2 separate regions of the Ovis aries genome follow, and region 1 is linked to region 2. A link is a contact called in public Hi-C data. All regions are on one chromosome and are shown on one strand. The core of a region is the stretch at or near the end of the contact, and the rest is flanking DNA. Distances in the headings are between cores, read along the strand shown.

The links. A called contact is a pair of places that touch in the nucleus more often than the background predicts.
Region 1: a contact with region 2 is called in a Hi-C map of liver, with 4 times the contacts expected there. The contact joins the enhancer-like site here to the promoter of SNRPE in region 2. A contact is called at or near these places in 8 of 16 Hi-C or Micro-C datasets (hypothalamus, liver, mesenteric adipose tissue and 4 more).

The regions. Positions count from the first base shown.
Region 1 is chr12:1,757,220-1,764,025 of ARS-UI_Ramb_v3.0, forward strand. It overlaps SOX13 (SRY-box transcription factor 13), which reads left to right. Exons shown (of 14, transcript XM_060395996.1): 14 at 81-1,799. The coding sequence ends at 357. ETNK2 (ethanolamine kinase 2) reads right to left here. Exons shown (of 8, transcript XM_042256911.1): 8 at 5,188-6,641. The coding sequence ends at 6,569. Among named protein-coding and RNA genes, the nearest start is that of ETNK2, 20 kb to the right of the region's middle. Within about 2 kb of position 3,317, at least 5 of the 54 cell types and tissues checked have an H3K27ac peak or open chromatin away from gene starts, as enhancers often do. A contact at or near this core is called in liver, where this site is marked.
Region 2 is chr12:1,459,085-1,466,505 of ARS-UI_Ramb_v3.0, forward strand. It overlaps SNRPE (small nuclear ribonucleoprotein polypeptide E), which reads left to right and starts at 2,826. Exons shown (of 4, transcript XM_060395994.1): 1 at 2,826-2,925; 2 at 5,138-5,200; 3 at 6,113-6,191. The coding sequence starts at 2,890.

The sequences.
Region 1 (6,806 bases), core at 2,067-4,566, 300 kb after region 2:
GCCCTGAGGAGGCCCAGAGGAGAGTGGGCCTGGGGTCGAAGTCGGGAACGCCTGTAACCGCGCCTGTCCTCCGCCTGCAGCCAGCAGACCGGCCAGGTGCAGATGAGCCCCTCAGAAGTCCTGTACCCGCGGGTGGCAGGCGTGCCCCTGGCACAGCCCCTGGTGGAGCACTGTGTGCCCCGCGGCCTGGACCCGAACATGCCGGTCATCGTCAACACCTGCAGCCTCAGGGAGGAGGGCGAGGGCGCAGAGGACAGGCACTCGGCGGCTGACGGCGAGATGTACCGGTACAGCGAGGACGAGGACTCAGAGGGCGAGGAGAAGAGCGACGGGGAGCTGGTGGTCCTCACGGACTGATCCCGGCGGCCCGGGCCTGGCCCTCCTCCCCGTGGAGACCTGGGCACAGCCACCCCACCCACTGGTACTTGGACTCGGGCCTGCTGGAAGATGAGCACAGCTGTGCGTGTGCAGATGCATGGGCGATGGGAGATGACCCCTCCGCACACTCCCTGTGGGCACACCGAGGTGGTGGTGGCCTCAGGGGGCTCCTCCTCGGCGGTGATGGGCTGGGCTCGCTGAGCTCCACTGGGGCGCTTGGGGCTCGTGGCCAGGGGGCACTGTGTGGCTCTCCCCTCCTGCAGGTCTGCCCGTCCTGGGGGGTATGGCAGCTACAGACCTGTTCCTCTAGGGCCACAGTTTTCCACTTCCATTCTTGTTCTGGCTGGACCAGCCACCGTGGGACCAATCTGTACCCCAGCATCACCACCACAGTACCCCAGATGACTCCTGGAACTACCAGGATCACTTTGTGCACAAAGGTCTGGCTGTCCTTGCCGTCTTTACCTTCTGCCAAGCCTTTCGTGTCTCTGGCTGCTGCGCGTGCACGTGTGTCTGCGCGTGCGCGTGTTTTCGTCTGTTCTTGCATCGCATGAGGTATTTATTGAGTGCCAGGGGCCGCCGCTGAGCTCCCGCGGCTGTGTCCCCTGGTGTCGTTCTTGCTCCTCTAGGGGGCGCTCTGTGCTTCTCTTCGTCCCCGAATTGCTACCTCTCCACGTCAGTCTGGGCGTCTCAGGTTCCGTGTGTCCTTAGTGCATTTCTGTCCTTGCCTCTTTGCAGGGCCTGTTTGTGTCTCTCCCTTCCCCAGTGCCTGCCCTTGCCCCTGTGGCACCCGCTGCGTCTCTGCAGGCCCGTCTGACCCCGGTCCCCGGGCATCCCGCTCCTGCCCACTCTGTCACTGCGTCCCTGAGCCCCCTGTAAGCTCCCCTGGAGCCACTTCCAGCTCCCGCGGCTGGGGACGTACTGGCCTCCAGAGGGCCCTGTCCTGTTGCCTCAGCCCCGTCCCAACCAGAGTGCCAGGAGCGGGGCGGAGCTCTGGCGGTGCCCCTGCTGGAAGCGGCGGGAGCCTGGGAGGGCTCTCGAGGCCGCGGGGCTCCACGCCCCTCGGGAGCCGGAGGTGGGCGGGCTCCGTAGTCCGCGGGGCTTCATCCTCTCCCCCTGTCCCCCGCCTGCCGCTCCCCTCCCCTGCCCCACGCCACACCGGGAACTTGCCCGGGTCCTGGTGGTCCCTTTCACAGAGGCTTTCCCCAAGAAAATCAGATCCTGATGGCACCTGACTCCAAAGATCCGGAACAGCCCTGGGCAGGGTCACAGGGACAGATGCGGAGTTTGCGTCTGTTCCCCCATCTTCCCCCTTCTCCTGCTCCACACCCAGCTATTCTCCAGCTGTTTCTTTTTTTTATGACTGTAAACATAGATAGTGCTTTATTTTGTTAATAATAAGATAATGATTAGTAACTTAACCAGCGCATTTCTCCTGTTTACACTTGGGGGGATTTTTTGTGTTTCGTTGATATAATAAAGACAGACCGTCTCAGAATCTGGCCCTTGCCTGGATGGGGAGGCAGGCTGGCCACAGCTCCTCGGTGTGCCCCCGCCCGGCACCACTGCCCCCGGAGGCAGCCCCGTGGAGCCGAGGAGGAGACATCCCAGGCCAAGGAGGCCAGGCTGGACGCCCCGCCAGAGCCCACAGGCGACGGCCACCCCTGCTTCGAGGACGGGAGCCCGGCCTCACCACAGCGCCCCCTCCCGTCCGGAGAAGAGAACGCAGTGTTAGGAGCGCCGTGGTAAGAGTCAGGAACTCAGGAAGCTCTCCCAGAACTGGCCGCGTGGTCCTGTGCGTGTGCTGGGGCGAACGCCGTCTCCTCTGTGTGCCTCATTACCCTCATCCGAGAAACAAGGATGTTATGCCTTAGCCAGGGCTCTTTTCCTCTCTTGGAGAAGGAGCCCTTTGAAAATCTAATGAAAGTATGGACTCTCATTCCACAAAAGGGCTCATGTAGACACCATAAGCCCCCCAGGATACTGATTAATGAAGCAGGGTCTGTATTTATGTACTTCAGGGCTCTGTGACCTTACACTTTGAAATGAGGATTTCAAATATCTATGTGTCACAGTAAGGGAAATAACAGTCCCTAGAAGAGCTGGATGACTGAAATGCTCCAAGTGCAGGAAGAGCCGATAAAAAAACCAACTCCTGCAGCTGAAATGTTAATCCCATTAATATGAAATGGGGGCAGCAAAGCTGAGCAGTGCTGTGTCAGTTAGACTTGGGTTGGATTAACAGAAGCGTGTGCTGACCAGGGAGGTGAGGAGCCAGTGTGCATCACACAGTCCTGACCTCAGGTGCGTCATGCCAGCCCGAGGCCCTTCAACAGAAAAGGCCGTTCTCACACTGGAGGGGCCCAGAGGGTTGGAGGGAGCCCGGTGGATGGACGTGACTTTCAAGGAACGGCTGGGAGGGCCAGGGATGTTTGGTCCAGAAAAGAGGAGGTTAGGGTAGGGCGGAAAGAACAAGATTGCTCTCTTAAGGCTCTCAGCTGGGCAACACAGGCGTTGGACACAGCTCACGAGGTAGCATTAGCCTGGCCTTTTGATGAAAGTCTCACGGGCCAGCGTTTTCGGCTTAACATAAAAAACCTGTTGACCAAGATGGCCAAAAGTGGTAGTGAGCTTACCCAAACAGGAGGTGTTTGAGGAGAGTTCTTGAAGGCTGGAAAACGGATTTCTAAGTTAGAGATGGCTAGTGGTGAGACAAGGTAGGTATGGTTGATTCCAGGGCCACAAACCCAAGAATTAGGGCCCCGGTCTTTTGATCTAGGGAGCATCCTGGCTGCCGGCCTTCCACTGGTTTTGCCCAGCCCAGCCTCCCAGAGCTTGGAGCCTCCTCTCTCCTGCCCTCCCGCCCCAGGACACCAGTGGGGCAGTGGCAGGCAGACCTTGGGGAAGGCTGACTGTGGCGCTCGCCCTCTAGTGGCCACATGGGAGAGTCGCTCATTTCCACCTCACTGGCCGTCACTGTTCCAACCCAAGCTGGGCAGTCTGGTCAGCACACACCCAGCAAGGCTCACCCTCACCCGCAGCCTATCCTGAGCTCCCCTAGCTTCCCTACTCCCAGGGACCCTGTGGTCTCCGGAGCCTGAGGCCAATACCCCCCAGCTCCCACTCCAGCAACCCTTGCTCTGTCCTCCCAGCTGTGGACAGTGTCGCCCACCCGCATTCTCCAAGGGCAGGAAAACCATCCGGGGAACCTGTGGTTGGGGCCCTGGAGCCCCACCTGCTGGCCCCAGAGGAGGCAGCACAGGGTCAGATGGGTGGAAAGTGCCTGGACACTACTAGGAAGCTGGGGCACGGCCTTGCTCTCTGCGCCCTGGGTGCCTCTGGAGGGTAAGGGGCAGAGCAGAGCAGAGATGAACATGTGCCTGGGAGTACTTTGCCTGGAACACCCGCTCAGTGCCAGGAAGGGGCCTAAGGGAGCATCCCAGGCCACCCCAGAGTCTGGGCAGGGGTGCTGGGCAGTGCCAGGGGCAGCGCAAGGAGACACAGTGAGACTCCAGGTTTTGTTTGGGAGTGGTGTGCCCAAACCTCTCATCAGCCAACCCACCCCCTAGGAACTGGAGGGAAGAGAATCATTTCTCAAGGCTGTAGTGGAATAGAGACTCAGATGAACTCCTCGGCTGCAGGGGGTGGCCAAGCCAGGGGGGTACAGGATACCGGGGGCTGTGCCAGCCACTGCCTGCTAACCACTGAGCTACACCATTTCAGTGTATCAGCGTGCGCCGTGCTCAGGCACCCAATCGTGCCCAACTCTTCGTGACCCCGTGGACTGCAGGCTCCTCTGTCCAGGGGACTTCTCAGGCAAGAACACTGGAGTGGGTTGCCATTTCCTGCTGAGGATCTTCCCCACCCAGGGATCAAACCCACATCCCCTGCATCTGCACTGGCAGGTGGACTCTTTACCACTGAGCCACCTGGAAGCGGGCATCAAGGCCCCAGGAGTCTGGGAATGAAGCTGCCTTCATAGTGCTCCCTCAGCTCCAGAGGCGGATGATCTGAGGGGAACAGGGAGGGTGGGCACTGCCATACAGTCCCCAGGAAGGCAGTGCCCATCGCTGGCCCCAGAGATGATCCCCAGGGGTCCGAGGTGCCCAGCCCTGGCACCTGCCCTGCACTGGGTAGGGCCTTCACCCACGTCCTCCACTAACATCCCTCCTAGGCGTGATACTGCTGCCCGCCAGGGGCCTGGCCGCGCTGGGTCAACAGGACCTTGAACAAGGCCCCAGCTTCCAGCGCCAGCTCGACTCCAGAGGTTGCCACGGCTCACGGGTACTTCTGCAAGCACAAGCCGGACAGAGTCCCCCTGGCAGGCAGCCGCTGCTGCTGCCGGTGCTACTCCTAAGGGCGTCGGGAACTTCTAGGGGCCCCAAGGCGGGCCCTCAGAGTGCAGCCTGGGCTGCTGGGAGGTGCCCGCCCAGCTCTGAGCTTCTGTTCTCTCCCCCTCTGGCCTACTGAGGCGACAGTGTGGGTCCAGAAATCACCCTGGCCTGCTCTCAGCAACTCCCCGCTCAACTAACAGCTAGCAGCAAGTGGGCACCAAGGAAGTCCTGAGCACTTGCGTATGGGGTCTTCCTGGCCCATCACCTGGGCAGGCATCCACAGCCTAGTTCCCTCTAGGCTCCGCCCTCTCAGGGTCCACTTCAAAAGCAGCGGAGCTGTGAGACCAATTCTGCCCAAGCCGGGACCCCAGCCACGTGGTGCCAGCTGTGCAGCGCACAGGACCCCAGAGAGGAGGGGCCGTACCCCCTCCACGACACTGCAGAGCGCATCACAGGATCCAGGGCAAGTCCTCACTAGCGGCTCTATACGTGACCATTTTAATGCAGAAAATGATGATCATTTACAAATGAACCATTTTATCGGCCAGAGCCAGGAGGACCCAAAAGGCGGTGAGGAAGGACGTGGTGGCCACTGGGACCTGGGGAAGCAGTTCCCACAGCACCTTCACAGCAGATCCCACCCAAGCCCCTGCACGCTGGGCGAGCCCTGGCCGTCCGTGGCCCCTGCCCTCTGACTCCCACTAGGCATTCCCCAGGGGGAAGACCGTGGGTCAACCTCAGGACAGAAGGCTGTTCCTGGGAAGTGAGGGTCTGGAGGGCAAGGAGGGAGGGGACAGGATGGTGGCTGCCGTGCAGCCGCCACTCTGGGCTGCTGCCCCTCCAGCTGAGGCAGTGTGAAGCCTAGCCAGCCTTCGGGCCCATCCCCTCCCTCTCCTCCTGGCAGGCGGCAGACGGACCGAGCACAGGCCCGGGGCAGAAGGGGCACTGGGGGAAACCACGTGTCCTCAGGATGGGAAGGGCTTATCTGGCTGGATCTGCTTTGGAGAAAGGGAGGGATCTGAGAGGAGGCGGCTGCTCGGGGAGCTATCAAACCTGACTCTAGACGCCTCCCCCAGCATCTATACATCCATTGGTCAGAGTTGGCAGGATACTCTCTGGACCCAGCACCTCCCACCTGGGGCACGCAGGGGTAGACAGGCTGGAGGCTCAGGGCCCTGGAGGTAGAAAGGAGCCCTCCCACCCTACCCCTTCCCCAGGCCAGGAAGGTCAAAGACACGAAGGCAGCCCAGACTCAGGATGGCCAGGATGGCAAGGCTGGGCTTCCCAGGGTGGTTGAGTCCCAGACCAGATTCCAGGATGGCCTGGGATGGGAAGGCTGGGCTTCCCAGGGCAGCCCTGACTCCAGGATGGCTGGGATGGGAAGGCTAGGCTTCCCAGGGTGGTTGAGTCCCAGACCAGATTCCAGGATGGCCTGGGATGGGAAAGCTGGGCTTCCCAGGGCAGCCCAGACTCCAGGATGGCTGGGATGGGAAGGCTGGGCTTCCCAGGGTAGTTGAGGTCTGAGCCCAGACTCAGGATGGACGGGGTGGGGAGACTGGGCCTCCCAGGGTGGCTGCAGTCCCAGCCCTGCCTGGCTTCAGGCACTCCCCGTCACCAAGTCTGGCAAGGTGGAGAGGACCCTCAGAGCTGGGTTCTATCAGCCCCTCCAAACAAAAACGGTCACCATCAAACAAAAACGGTCACCATCATCTCTCAGGGCTGGGGACAGGGGCAGAGTGCTCTTCAGGGACACTCCCGGCCCCTTGCCCAGCCTGTCCAGAGTGCAGACCCCAGAGCAGAGCCGGGCCCTGGAGAGCAGGTCTGGCCAGGCAGATGGGGAGGACTGGGAAGGGTGGTCACTTTGGCATCTCCAGGGCTGACACTTGGGGCTTCACCTTGAAATACTGGTTGAATCGGATCACTGCATACCTGGCAGAACACAAGAAAGGGAACTGGGGGTGAGAAGGGAAGCCAGGTGAGCCCTGTTGGGGGCACTCACACCCTAAGGACAACTCCTCACCAGCTCAGCCCATCTAGGTCTGGACAAACGGACCCCAGCCCACACCGGGGTTTTTTGTTCATTTTGCTTTGGAC
Region 2 (7,421 bases), core at 1,576-4,075:
TTTCTCAAAGAATCAAAATTTGAACAATAGCCACCGTGTACTTAGATTTAAAAAAATTAATTCTAAGTTGTTCTAGGTTTAATGTAATCACAGTAAAAATACCAACAGGACTTACTTAACTTTCCTAATTTTTAAAAGTCCTGTTGGTATTTTTACTGTGATTACATTAAACCTAGAACAACTTAGAATTAATTTTTTTAAATCTAAGTACACGGTGGCTATCGGAGAAGGCAACGGCACCCCGCTCCAGCACTCTTGCCTGGAAAATCCTGTGGACGGAGGAGCCTAGTAGGCTGCAGTCCATGGGGTCGCTAGAAGTCAGACACGACTGAGCGTCTTCACTTTCACGTTTCACTTTCATGCACTGCAGAAGGAAATGGCAACCCACTCCAGTGCTCTTGCCTGGAGAATCCCAGGGTCAGGGGAGCCTGGTGGGCTGCCGTCTCTGGGGTCGCACAGAGTCGGACACGACTGAAGCGACTTAGCAGCAGCAGCAGCATTCTAAAGATTTAAGGAAAAACAAAAATAACTAGGAAAATTCTATGAACTTTTTGTCCTGCCAAATAAAAATTACAGAGATAGTAGTCTAAATAAATACTAAGATCAACTGAACAAAATATAAATTCTATACATAAAAACACATACCTACACACACACACTTGATATACTATAAACGTGGCATTTAAAATTAAATGAGGAACAAAGGGTTATTTTATTTTTTTGTAATAGTGATGGACAAGTGGGTAGCCACCTAGAAACTTTAAAGTTGTATCAGTTCTAAGATATACTGGTATAAATTCTAGATGGATCAAAGATTTAAATGGAAAATGGCAAAATCATTAAGGAAAAGTAAATCTCTTCTCATGAGTTATATGAGTCAACTGACTGGTTGTAAAGATCAGTTCTTAAAAGTTAGGAATCGTGCCTTCAGAAATAGGAAAATGTAAAAACAAGTAGCTAAAAAAAAAAGTAGCTAAGCATTTCTGCATCTGAGATCAGACAGGTATACTGGTGTGTTCTATTCACACTGTCTTCAAATTCAGCAAATCTCAACTTTTCCATGTGTTTTCTAGGTCCTTTTAAAAAATTACTTTCATGTCCTTTGATCTCACATTTTTATGAGGTTGTTATTAATATTATCCTCTTTAAACAGAAGATCTTAAAAGTGAGCCAGGACTCTGTGGTGCCTTCCAGGTGACAGACCCCTTTGTATCCCTTTCCTCTTATTTATAGAAAAGCTTTAACCTCCTAGGCCTTCCCTGAGTTTCTAAGAGTAAATTTAGAGAAGTGAGAAAATGCAGAAACAAAGGAAAACAGTCAAACAAGACAAAATAATAAGTTTAGCCATGAAACAGAATCAAGGGCTACAGATAATATCCTGAGCCATATCTTTGAGTTGTTTTGCAGGTACTAAAACCAGGGAGAAAAAGCGAACTACCTCGTAACCATGAACACACAGCCTTCAGACTGCCTGGGGCCTGAGGATCTTTAATACTGACCCCTGTGACCTCAGCTGGTTACCTAACCACCCAGTGAGAGAACTGTGCATGAGCTGATCGTGTACCCTCAACCTTCTCGCTTACTTTGTCTTTAAAAATCCTCTCCTAAAAGACACGGAGGTGTTTGGGTCTTTTGACGGTGAGCTGCCTGTTCCCCTGGCTGTCCTTCACCACGAACCAGTGTCAACAGCTTGGCTTTACTGCTCCTCCTTGGAGCAGACCCAAATTTGGTTTGGTAAGAATCTCAGTTAAACAAGTTACGATTCTGCTACTTGCAGAAGTGTGTCTGCTGCTGCTAAGTCGCTTCAGTCGTGTCTGATTCTGTGCAACCCCAAAGACGGCAGCCCACCAGGCTCCCCCATCCCTGGGATTCTCTATGCAAGAATACTGGAGTGGGTTGCCATTTCCTTCTCCAATGCGTGTAAGTGAAAAGTCAAAGTGAAGTCGCTCAAGTGGTGTCTAATCTAAGCGGTGTCCCTTTGGACGAGTCCCTTTGACTCTGAGTTTCAGTTTCCTCATCTATAAAATGGGTATTCCAATTAAAGGAAATTTCTGTCAGCCCACAACCCAGAATATAGCCTAACCAAGTCCGACCCCTCCCCTTCAGCTGTGTTACCCAGGAAACGATATGTTGGAAGGCTGAGACCTTAATGTGTACACACGTACACTACTTCTTCATTGGATCTTTAACCCCATGAGGAAGGAACATTTTTATCTCCATTTTGTTAATAACTAAGCCAAGACAGGGCAAGGGTGAGTAACATTCTTGGTCACACACTGTAAGAGTGCAGGGTTTGAGCCTAGAAATCAGGTTTTAGGGTTTTCATTCAACATTGATCCTCCGCTGCCACCTAACAAACAGCTCTCCAAAAAGCTGATGAGAGCACCCGGCTTTGAAATCGTATCGTCTGTAGCCCAAAGTGTCAGCTGCGGGAGCCCTGAGTTTGGGCTTCTTGCGGCCCTACCCTGTCCACCACGACGCGGCTGTCAAGCCTAAATCCCAGGGAAGCAGGCCTTAGAAAAACCACTGAACCACACCATTTCAGAGGAGGTACGCAGGGGAACGATCCGGCTCGTAAAACCGACTCCAAAGCGAAGTCGCGATGGGCAGCCGCGGCGGCCGCACAACCGAAGCCGCGCTCCCCTTCCAGCCTCCCTCCAGGTGGCGCTGCAGGAACAACTCGCTTTCCGAAAGGGAGTCGCTGCCGTGCGGCTTCCCCGGGACGCTCTGGAGCACCGAAATAACCGACTCCTGCGGCTAGAGAGGTATTTTCCAGGAACCGCCCACGTCGCCGCCTGAGCACGGCGCACTTCCGCTTCCGGCTCGGTGTTCCGGAAGTTGCTTTCTGAGAGAGAGTGTGGAGCAGTGTGGTGCTTGTGAGCTTCCAGCATGGCGTACCGGGGCCAGGGCCAGAAGGTGCAGAAGGTGATGGTGCAGCCCATCGTATCCTGCTCGATGCGTGAGCGTTAGCAGCTTTGGGCCGGGAAATGAGGGGCGAAGGAGGAGACGGAGTAGGCCCGAGGGAGCGGAGTGCGGCCGCTCATCCCATGAGCCCCTGGGGCGGCCGAGGCTAGGAGAAAGCGCGGGGAGTTGAAGAACCAGTTATGGGCGGGAGGTGGGCTCGGGCAGACCCTGCGCTGGAGAATGCGGTCGTGGTGGGGTGAGCGGGGAAGACGACTTTAATTATATACTGACTGAAAGCGGGTGTTGCCGCGTTCCACCGGCAGGGAGACCTCGGCGCGGAAGAAACTCCCGGAAGATGAGAGTGGGGAGCTATTCCTTTACAGTATTTAGTGATGTCCTGATGGGTGTTTGGACTTGCCAGGTGGCTCAGAATCCGTCTGCCGATACGGGAGACGGGGTTTTGATCCCAGAGTGAAGAAGATCCCATGGAGAAGGAAATGGCAGCCCACCCCAGACTTCTTACTTGGAAAGCCCCATGGACAGAGGAACCTGGGGGGCTACAGTCCATGGGGTCACAAGCGTGGGACAGGACCTAGCGACTGAACAGCAACAGTGGGTACCTAGTTGGGCACTTTCTTTGCCTAGGCACAGAGTTCGCGTTCAGAAAAATGAGATGCGGGTAGATTTAACGAGTTCCAGGAAGCAGAGTCTATGCTTGGCGTGTGTGTGTGTGTGTGTGTGTTTTTTCCTTAACTCTTGCTGCAGAATCTCATCTTCAGATACTTGCAAAATGTAAGTTGTTCTCTGTTTTATTTTCAAGTTAAAGGTGAATTTATTTGGCTGTTTGTATCATTGTTCTAGAGTCAAAAAATGAAACTGGAGATTGGGAGGGCATTTGAGGAGAACCAGTGCCAGGAAAGCTCTAAAGTGACAAAATGGTATGTAGCCATGCCATGGGCTTCCCTGGTGGCTCAGACGGGAAAGAATCTTCCTGCAATGCAGGAGACCCAGCTTGGATTCCTGAGTGGGGAAGATCCCCTGGAGAAGGGAATGGCAACCCACTCCAGCATCCTTACCTGGAGAATTCCATGGATAGAAGAGCCTGGAGAGCTACAGTCCATCGGGTCTCAAAGAGGTGGTCATGACAGCCCCTAATACAGCCATGCCGACTCCAAGCATGCAAAGAACTGTGTTGTTACTACTTTGCAAGACCAAAATTAATAATTTCGAAAAGTAATTACTGGCTGATATGATAGTGGCACTTGGGTATTGGTACTTTCCTTGGGATATGGCAGGAACATTGGACCCTTTCCATGGCACCTCAGGATGAGACACTGGAAGAAAATTTCAGTCAGCTTTTTCTAGGTCATAATGTGGTGTGTTAAGCACTTTGGGAGGTGGAGACACACTTATTGATAGAAAAGACACTGGAAGAGGAAGATTGGAGGGATAGGTTCGGAGGATTTAGTGAACCCTTTTACTCCCTTTCCTTTGGAGGGATTTTTATCAACTCAAAATTTGACTTGGCAGAGCAGAGTATTTATCCCTGAAAGAAAATGTGTTTCCTGTGGTTCTGATTTTAGTATGTGACAACTTAATAGAAAAGCATTAATTTCAAGCTGTTGTAATTTTTAATCACAGGAATTGAGGGTCTCACTGCTGGTTATTAGGGCTTCCCAGGTGGCACTAGTAGTGAAGAACCTGCCTGCCAGTGCAGGAGATGAGAAGAGACTCGGGTTCCATCCCTAGGTCAGGATGATCCCCTGGAGGAGGGCATGGCAGCGCACTCCAGTATTCTTGCCTGGAGAATCCATCCCTTGGGTAGAGGAGGCAGGCTACAGCCCATGGGATTGCAAAGAGTTGGACACGACTTACGCATTCCTGGTTATTAGGTGTGAGATGTGGAAAACTGAGATGCTAGAGAAGACTGTCTTGCAGCTGGAGTTTGCTCTGGTAGATAAGAAAGAAGCCCTTTTTGCTATCTTGTCACAAATTTTCACTCTAAATATATAGAGACTACAAGCAACAGAAATATGATTGAGTCTCAAAAACACAGGAATATTATTATTAGTTTCAGTGTAACATTTATTAAGTGAGAATGTTTCCTGGTAAGTAACTTGTCTTGGCTTTTATTTGTCAGAGTTTTTTAGGAGCCATATTTGTCTGTTGTTTGACCAAAGTGTTTACTTTGTTTACTTAGTTCTTAACATTTCTGTTTTTCTGATTATTTCAGAGATCGCGGATTCAGGTGTGGCTTTATGAGCAAGTGAATATGCGGATAGAGGGCTGTATCATTGTAAGTACCCAGGATATTTTATATCAGAGCATTTTGTTCAAAGAAAAAATTTCCTAAAAGATGGCCAACAGAGCAATATACAAAAAAATCAAAGACCCAACTCACGGAAAGTCCTTCAGGACTCACTGTCCTTGTCTCATTGTTCTACTTAATAGGGATTAGGTAATTCACAAAAGAGAGGGAAAATTAATTTTATTAGATAACTAAACAGTATTAGTCTTTAAAAGAGGAGTCATAAGAAATGAAAAGGGAGAAAGATGAGAATTCTTGGTTAGTGATACCTGAATAGAACTGGGTGGGGTAGTTAAATAAGATGTCCAAGGTAGCACAGTAACTTAAATAATGTTATAAAGAAAGAAAATATGGGTGGAAGTGTTATACTAAGAGTCTGGTATTTCTTTTAGACAGTATAGTAGATTCCATCAGTAATTTCCCCTTCCCCTGTTTGTTAGTTGAAAAAACAAGCTTGGTGGTTGGTAATGACAGTGTCTTTGTGGGAACATGGGAAAACTGAGTAGGTTATAAAAGATGTGGATGATGACTTTTTGGCATAGTTAATGAAGTCTAAAGTCCCCAAAGTTCCAGAAGTAATCTGAAGTACATTCCCTCTTTCGTTGTTATTTAAAAAGAGACTTGGGGAGTTTCCTAGTGGCAAAGTAGTTACGGTTCCAGGCTTTCAGTACTGTGGCCTGGGTTCAGTTCCTGGTTGGGGAACTAAGATCCTGCAAGCTGTGTGGGGCACTCCCCCTCCCCAAAAAAATAAGAAGAGGCTTGAGATGTGGTGTTTCAGCTGGAAGATCAGTGGAGAGATGAGTTTCTGAACTTGGCGTTTTTATATATTGCCATATTAATTTAGAACGGTTTGGATATGATTTTACATGAAGATGACACTCAATTGACTTATTTTTCTAGGGTTTTGATGAGTATATGAACCTCGTATTAGATGATGCAGAAGAGATTCATTCTAAAACAAAGTCAAGAAAACAACTGGGTAAGAATATAGATGGCCTTGAAGAATTACAGCTATTTTTATTCACTTGCAGAACTGAATGAATTGCAGCTTATTTCATGTTTAGATTTAGTTTGTATTTGAGAAATTATTTGGGAGAGGAGCCTGGTGGGCTGCCATCTGTGGGGTTGCACAGATTCGGACACGACTGAGTGACTTCTCTTTCACTTTTCACTTTCATGCATTGGAGAAGGAAATGGCAACCCACTCCAGTGTTTTTGCCTGGAGAATCCCAGGGACGGGGGAGCCTGGTGGGAGGCTGTCTATGGGGTCGCATAGAGTCGGACATGACTGAAGTGACTTAGCAACAGCAGCAGCAGTATATTCTTAATCATCTTTTGCCACTTATTGTTTATCTCGCTCCATTTCTACTTCTGTCTCTCCAGTTGAGAGCTCTCACCAAGGTTACCAAAGGCTAATGGTGTTAAATCTAATGGTCCCCATTTTATTGAGCTCTAAACAGCATTTGGCTCTGTGATACTGTAGTCAGCTTTTCACTTTTCATTACTGGTTGTTCCTTTTCCACTTCTATATATTCATTCTTTAGAACCCAGCCATTAAATGTGTGAGTTGCTTAAGTCTTGGTTCTCAGTCCTCCTGTCCTCAATGTTATTTTTCCTAGGTACTCAAGACTGCACTAACAGTTATATTTATATGTTGACCTGCAAATGTTGATTTGTAGCCCTAGACCTCTCTCAGCTTCTTCAGTATTTCTACTTGGATGTCTCAAACTCTCCTCAAAATTAGCATATCAGAATCAAACTCAATTCCAAGGCCTGACACACTGTTTAGAGCTATTTTAGTGTTTCCTGCCATAGCAAATGGGACCAGTTCTGTTCAGTTTACTAATAAATTTCTCTGCAACTCCAATTTGCTCTGTAGACTCCAGTCATCTTTTTAAAACACTGACCTGAATTTGTTATCTCTTTGCTTGAAATCCTTTGGTGGCTTCCTGTCGCTCATAGGATAAGAAAATCTTTAATGTATCCGTCAAAGTCTTTCATGATCTGGCTTTACCGCCCTCTGCTCATTTTGTGTCACTCTGTACTTCATTTTCTGAGGATCATCCACACTTTTTTCAGTTCTTGGAATCTGCACGTTTGTCTCGTCATAAATTTGTGTGTGTGCTATCCCCTGTGTCTTTGGGACTCAGGTCAAATACCACTTCCTGCCAGGGTTAGGTTTTGTTTTGCTTGGGGTGGGGATGGAGGG